Regions from separate parts of the Sus scrofa genome. Here region 1 is linked to region 2. A link is a contact called in public Hi-C data. All regions are on one chromosome and are shown on one strand. Each heading gives the region's core, a stretch centred on a gene start, on an enhancer-like site or on the middle of the called end of the contact. The rest is flanking DNA. Distances are from core to core; before and after follow the strand shown.

The links. Hi-C and Micro-C count contacts between places; a contact is called where the count stands out from the background.
Region 1: a contact with region 2 is called in a Hi-C map of fetal heart ventricle, with 11 times the contacts expected there. The contact joins two enhancer-like sites. A contact is called at or near these places in 17 of 47 Hi-C or Micro-C datasets (alveolar macrophages, brain, embryonic fibroblasts and 12 more).

What each region holds. Positions count from the first base shown.
Region 1 is chr13:192,121,405-192,124,977 of Sscrofa11.1, reverse strand. No RefSeq gene overlaps it. Among named protein-coding and RNA genes, the nearest start is that of N6AMT1, 130 kb to the left of the region's middle. Within about 2 kb of position 1,592, at least 23 of the 83 cell types and tissues checked have an H3K27ac peak or open chromatin away from gene starts, as enhancers often do.
Region 2 is chr13:191,203,309-191,206,829 of Sscrofa11.1, reverse strand. No RefSeq gene overlaps it. Among named protein-coding and RNA genes, the nearest start is that of ADAMTS5, 790 kb to the right of the region's middle. Within about 2 kb of position 1,254, at least 1 of the 83 cell types and tissues checked has an H3K27ac peak or open chromatin away from gene starts, as enhancers often do.

The sequences.
Region 1 (3,573 bases), core at 343-2,842, 920 kb before region 2:
TGGACAGGGCTTGGATCCAAGCTCGGCTCCTAACCAGAAGGGGACCTTTAGACAAGTGAGTTTCTCGGAATCTCAGTTCCCTCCTCTGCAAAGTAGAGCTAATAATAGTATTCACCTCGAGGTATAATTGAGAAATTAAAGGTGTAAACATGGTAACAGTGATAAAGTACAGAGAACCCAGCTGGCCGCGTAGTAAGTCCCCTTTAATTGCCAGGGGTTCTTACTGTAGGATGTAAGGATATTACTTATGTCATATAGTTTTGTTCTGTATATGTAATACGAAAATTTCATGCTTTTATTATTTATATATTTACACGATAGAAGTAGCATTAGCTACTTTCTTTCTTTTCTTTCCTTTCTTTTTTTCTTTTTTCTTTTCATGGCTGTACCTGGAGCATATGGAAGTTCCTGGGCTAGGGGTCGATTCCAAGCTGCAGCTGCAGGCCTATGCCACAGCCACAGCAACACCAGATCTGAGCTTTATATGTGACCTATACCACTTAACCAGATCCTTAACCCACTGAATGAGGCCAGGGATTCAACCTGCATCCTCACAGAACCCACGCTGGGTTCTTAACCCGCTGAACCACAATGGGAACTCCTATTTTTATTATCCTATTATTTGATAGAGTAGCAAATAAAAAGTGCTATAAAATTTGTGAAGTACCATAAAATAGATGCCAGCCAATTTTTCCTTAGCTGGCGCTGTTACAAAATTCAGACATGTTTCTCCTGGTAGCCTTTCCTCCTTTCTTTCTTCCTCCCTCCTTCCTTCCCCTCCTCTATTTCAAAGAGCTGTTATTGGGAGTTTCCATTCCAGCTTAGTGGAAATGAATCCCACTAGTATGCATGAGGATGTGGGTTCCATCCCTGGCCTTGCTCAGTGGATTGGGGAATCCAGCGTTACTTTGAGCTATGGTGTAGGTCATAGATGCAGCTCGGATCTCGCGTTGCTGTGGCTGTGGTGTAGGAGCTCTGATTCCACTCCTAGTCTCGGAACTTCCAAATGCTGGGGCTAAGGCCCTAAAAAAGCAAAAAAAAAAAAAAAAAAAAAGCTTTTGTTTCTTTATTGTAAGAACACTCAACATGAGATATACCCTCAACTCTTTTTGAAGTGCACAACATATTTATGGGCACGATGTTGACAGCAGATCTCCAGAAGTTAAAGCATCTTGTATAGCTGAAACTTTGCGAACGTTTTTGACATAGTAGCGGTAGAACATGCTGTTACAAAAATTTTCCTGTAGGTGGCAGCAGAGGTCTAAGGTTTGGAAAAAACTCCAGGGTCCTTGCAGACATCCTATATCATCAGAAAGGGTGAGAAAAATTATCCCATGGGTCTGTTTTGTATCTTAAAATTCCCTTTCATAATTGTTTCTGGGAAGGGGTGTGTCATGGTATTTCGGGAAGCGCTCTAATGCAAATGATATCTGGGAAGCGGGAGCTTGCCTATTATTCATCAAAACCTCAGGCAAAATGAGAACATTGGTGCATTAATAGGATGCAAGGAAGTGGAACTGAAGGTGGAAGTGAGATAGGGGCGGGTAGCAGGAAGAAAAGCGCTTGGGTTTGGGCGCGTCCCAGGACGCCTTGATCTGCAGCGAAGGGCACAGCCAGGTAAAGCCAGAACTGAAACCTTTAAATCACCCCTCCAGAGCAGTTCCCTCTTGGCCGAATTTAAAAAGTGAACGCCTGGAAAAACATCATCCATGAAATTTAAATAACATGCAGATTACACAATATGTATATGTCAGATTCTCTGTATCTTTTATAGATCAGGGGAATCATAAACTAGCTAAAAGGAACCAGGAATGTTGCAAGGATTCAGATAATGACGCTCTGCAATTAAATGTGAAGTTCTTCTTAGCCACCACCAGAGGCAGTATTACCCCACAAAACGATTAAACCAACCCGTTCATTTTGTGAGCTAAGTGGACCGCGTATTAACTACGGGCTTTCCACTTGTAGCAGTAATTGGAATTAAGCTTGTAAGGAACAATTACTTTTATTTGCGCTTTTTACATAGATAAAATATACTTTTGTTGTTTCTGTGTTACTTAGGTATAAAGTTATTGTCTGGGATTTTCAAATGGGAGCCTAAAGGGTGTATTATCTGTGACCCTGCATTTGAGGATTCAAAATTATCAGTGAAAAACAAACAAACAAACAAACAAACAAACAAAAAACAGCATAGGAGTTGAAGTATAAAGCCTCAGGGCCAGAATATATCAACTGCTGCAAAGTTGCAAGACAAACAACATAAGTTTGTTCCGTTCATAATTAACTCTTTTTGATTGGCAGCCTATGGCTTTTTTCCTAATAGCATAAACAGAATGGTTACAAAATATGATTCCTATGGTTTACATGTTTTATAACCATTTGTGTATAAAATAGATCTCGGTAAGTGCATTCATGGTTGAAGAGTTTGCCAAGGTGATTATCAAATGAGATCCTGTGTGTAAACTGCCTTGCCTGAGCCTTAAGCATAGCAGAGAATTGTAATAAACGGAAGCTGCTGCTTCGTTTATTAAGAGAAATAATAGATTAGGGAATAGGCACAACAGTCCTTTCCTATGGTGAGACAGGAGCAGCCAAACGGTGAAATATCAGGCTGATGCTTTAGTGGGAATATAACAGGGTGAGCTGGCTCTGCTTCCCTAGCTGGCTGTATCAGCGCAGGAAAAACAACACAGGGTTCTGTCTTCAAGAGGCGCTGCAGACCATGGAGCCCAACAGTGAACTGATCACACCTTTCAAGAATAGCAAATCTATAGTTTTCTATATTGCTCCATTTAGATGAAATTTCCAATGCAAACTTAAAGAACACTTTTGTGGCAGTTTTTGCTGGGATCAACTGAGTGCCTGGTTTCTTGGAGAGCTTCAGAGCGACACACTATTGGGTAGCCACAGTGACATTGCAGGTTCAGGATACCCTTGGACCATACAGGGCATAATAAGCAAAGATGAGTGGTCTTAATGGCTGGTATCATCCAGGTTTCACCACTTCTCTTGTTTTTGGCTTCTTCCTCTTCTAGTAGGTATAATTCCTTAAGATCCCTTGTTTGAACCAATTTAGACTCTAGTTGTGCTTCCAGCTTTTCTTCCCTCTCTTCCTCCCTCCCTCCCTTCTTTCCACCTCTTCCTCCCTCCCACACCTTTCTTTCTAGGTATCTTAACCCAGCCTTGTTACTTACTTCTATTTGTCTTAGACCCAAACATCAGAAGCAAACTCTTTAACTTATTTCTTGTTATGGACTGAATTATGTTCTTCCTTCTCCCCATTTACATGTTGAAATCCTCACCCCTCAGGATCTCGGGCTGTAACTGTCTTTGGAGATAGGGTCTTTCAGGAGGGAGATGAAGGTTAAGTGATGTCATCAAGCTGGCCTGATGTGATGACTGATTTCCTTATATGACGACTTTAGGACACCAGACACACAGAGGGGAGACCCTGTGAAGACACGGAGAAGACGGTGGTTTCCGAGCCCAGGAGAGAGGCCTCAGAGGAAACCAAACCTGCTGATGTCTTAATCTTGGACTTCCAGCCTCCAGATCTGAGAGACCATAACTTTC
Region 2 (3,521 bases), core at 5-2,504:
ACATAGATACTGTCAAACAAAGAGTATGGGGTATGGGGTAGAAAAATATTAGTTTATTCAACAACTGCTTAATTAAAATATATTCACTGGCCAGGTACAAAACATATTATGTAATTTTATAGAAATATCTAATTCAAGAAGTGAAAATAAAATGTAAAATAGGTGTCTGTAGATTTGGTTGACCACTCAAAGTGACCAGATATAGGAAAGGCATGGATGCTGAAGAGTGTGGATACTGTAAGTGGTCTGGGCTACTTGATTGAGCCACATGTCCAGTCTAAAGGGAAGCCTGGAGTAAAAATACCTGCAAGTGGCCTGGTATGTGTGTTCTATTACAGTCTCCTCTTAGCAATTGTAATGAGTCAAATACAGTAATTATACACACTTCTAACATCTATCAATGCTAGAATGAGAAATTTCATTGGTATCATCTATCAGATTGAATGTCTCAGGACAGGAAAATCATCAAAAATGAATAGTTTTCTTATTTTACATAATTTTGCAAAAAAAAAAAAGTATTTTTTTAACAGGAGGAAACAAGTGGCAGTTGACATTTATTTGTGCATAAACCCCTCTCCAAAATATGAATGAGGGTAGAGTTTGTCGAGTTTCTACTTTTAGAAAAGAATAATTTGAACATTTCATCAATTTGACTTTTTAAATTTAATATAAAATGGTGTTTCTAGGCTAGTTTTAAGGGCACTTTTAACAATTAGAACATTTATAACCTTATGCATTATATTTCTAATTTTTTAATTAATTGTGCCAATTTTGTAACAACATCATTTTGATTTTTTAAAAAACTTCCTATCCTTTGTGCTGTTTATCACAGCATAAGAAGAATATGTGAAGAATATAGATTATAACAGATAACATTATAGAGGAGATATAAAATTCTTCCATTAACTCAGAAAACCTAGCATATTGCTGTAGTGCTATTTTCTTATTTTTAATTGTGCGTAGGAATGCTATTGAAATGTATTAAGACCATATATGAAGTAACTGTATTCATTTTTAATATTCTCAATTTAAGCTACACATTTTTCCTGTCAGTTTTTGCTTTTGCTGCACAAGTTAATATATTTTTGTTGCTGCATTTCAGATGAGAGGTGCCAAATGTTCCTGTTGTGTACATCCGTGAAAATAACTCCTCTCAAATGGTGTAAAACAAAGATAAAGGTTTGTGTAACATTTTCAAGTATGTGAGATACAAGAGATCATCTCTGGGGTTTTTTTTAGAAGGGTGAACCAAACCTCACACCCGCAAAGCTTCGTTGGCATGCGAAAAGTCAGAGAGCTGGTATGCAAGTGCAAGACCCAAGGGTAGGAACCTGGTTTAATAACGACTGGGGATTTTTCTTTTCACTATATCATCCTTAGTCTTTAAATTCACCCCTGTGAGAAGACACAATCTTAGAAAATATTACATTAGTCGATACGCATCTTTAGAATTATTTACAGTATAATGTCATATTTAGATGAGTAATTTGTTTAATACTGGTAAGTAAAACACAAACACACACTCACACACACACAGATGTAACCTTCACTAGGATATCACACTATATAGAAGAAATAGCTCAGAATTCAGAGTCAGCCATGCCTGGATTCAAGTTCTCCTAGCTCTTCCTACAATCTTATTAAATCCTTTCCTCATGACTTTTCTCTCCTTTCCCCCTTACTTTCTCTTTTTAATTTCTTTTTTTTTTTTTTTTTTTTTTTTTTTTTGTCTTTTTCTAGGGCCTCACCCATGGCATATGGAGGTTCCCGGGCTAGGGGTCTAATCAGAGCTATAGCTGCCAGGCTACGCCACAGCAACATGGGATCCAAGCCATATCTGTGACCTACATCACAGCTCACAGCAACGCTGGATCCTTAACCCACGGAGCAAGGCCAGGGATCAAACCCGCAACCTCATGGTTCCTAGTCGGATTCGTTAACCACTGAGCCAGGACGGGAACTCCTCTTTTTAATTTTTTTTAACATTTAATTTTATTGGCGTATGGTTGGTTTACAATATTGTATTAGTTTCAGGCATACAGCAAAGTGAATCAGTCATATATATATATATATATATAGAGAGAGAGAGAGAGAGAGAGAGACAGAGAGAGAGAGAGAGAGTCATATATATATTTTCCCATATAGGTGTGTGTGTGTGTGTGTGTGCGTATAGTCATATATATTTTTTCCCATATAGGTTATTAAAAACCATTGAATAGATTTTCCAGGGCTATACAGTAGGTTCTTATTAACCATCTATTTTATACCATAGTGTGTTTATTTTATCCCCACCCTCCCAATTCCCTCCCCAACAGTTTCACCTGTGTTAAACATAGATTGGTTTTGAAATCTGAGTTTGTTTCTAAACAAATTTTTCCTAACATTTAAAAAAATGTTATTTTGTATCATTTTATTAGACATAAGTGATATTAATATTTGTCTTTAATTTATTTCACTCAGTATGACATTCTCTAGGTCCATCCATGTTGTTTCAAATGGCATTATTTCATTCATTTTTATGGCTGAATAATATTCCATTGTGTGTATGTACATCTTTATCCATTAATCTTTCAATGGACAATAGGTCGCTTCTATGCCTTGGCTATTGTAAATAGTCCTGCAATGAACATTGGGATGCGTGTATGTTTTTGAATTAGAGTTTTCTCTTGGTATACGCCCAGGCCTGAGATTGACTTATTTCCTCTTTACCCCTATTTCTCCCTGTTTTCATTTCTCATTCCTTTCTTTTCTTGCTTCTTTTTTTTCTGAATAATTTAGGCAAAAACTCTTAGGCACCCCAAATTGAGAAGGGATCTGGTTTGGCAGGGGGGGACCCAAGAAAGGAAAGTGAGTCTAGAAGCATCGAGCAGGGTCAAGTAAGGGACACACAGGAAGACTGAGTAATGCAGAAGTTTGATGAGGCTAATGAGAGCCAGGCTTCTTACAATTGGAAAATGTAAGATCAGGTTTTTTTTAAGAAGAAGGGAATGCAGGGGTGAATGTTTTGGTGCTGGAAGGGGATTGGGAATACTGGTGTACATTCATGGTTGTCAATATAGACAAATTTTTAAAAAGACATAAATATAAATAGTGATATGAAATTGTGTGTGTGTGTGTACATAAATTTCTTAGTTTCATTCACTAAGAGGGATGGGGGCAGTAATGCTCTAGTAATAGATAAACCTAGACCCATGATCTTGGTTTCTGTGTATTAATCCTCACGGAAAGCAATCAGATTCTTGAGAAAATTACTAGTCCTAGAATTAGGTCAGAAAGGGTTCAAGAAAGAACATTTTGTTTGATATGAAAATAATGAAATACTCAATTATTGTGGAAGCCTGTCAAAAAGACAGAGAACCTTGGTTTTAGGCCAATCTGGGAAAATTTATGGTATCTTATTATGATGTATTATTTTATTATGGTATATTATTATATTAAAAATGTAAATCTACAAGTACACAATTAAACAAAGAAATACATGGATAAATGGGATGAGAGAGGAGAGTATACTTAAAGTATAA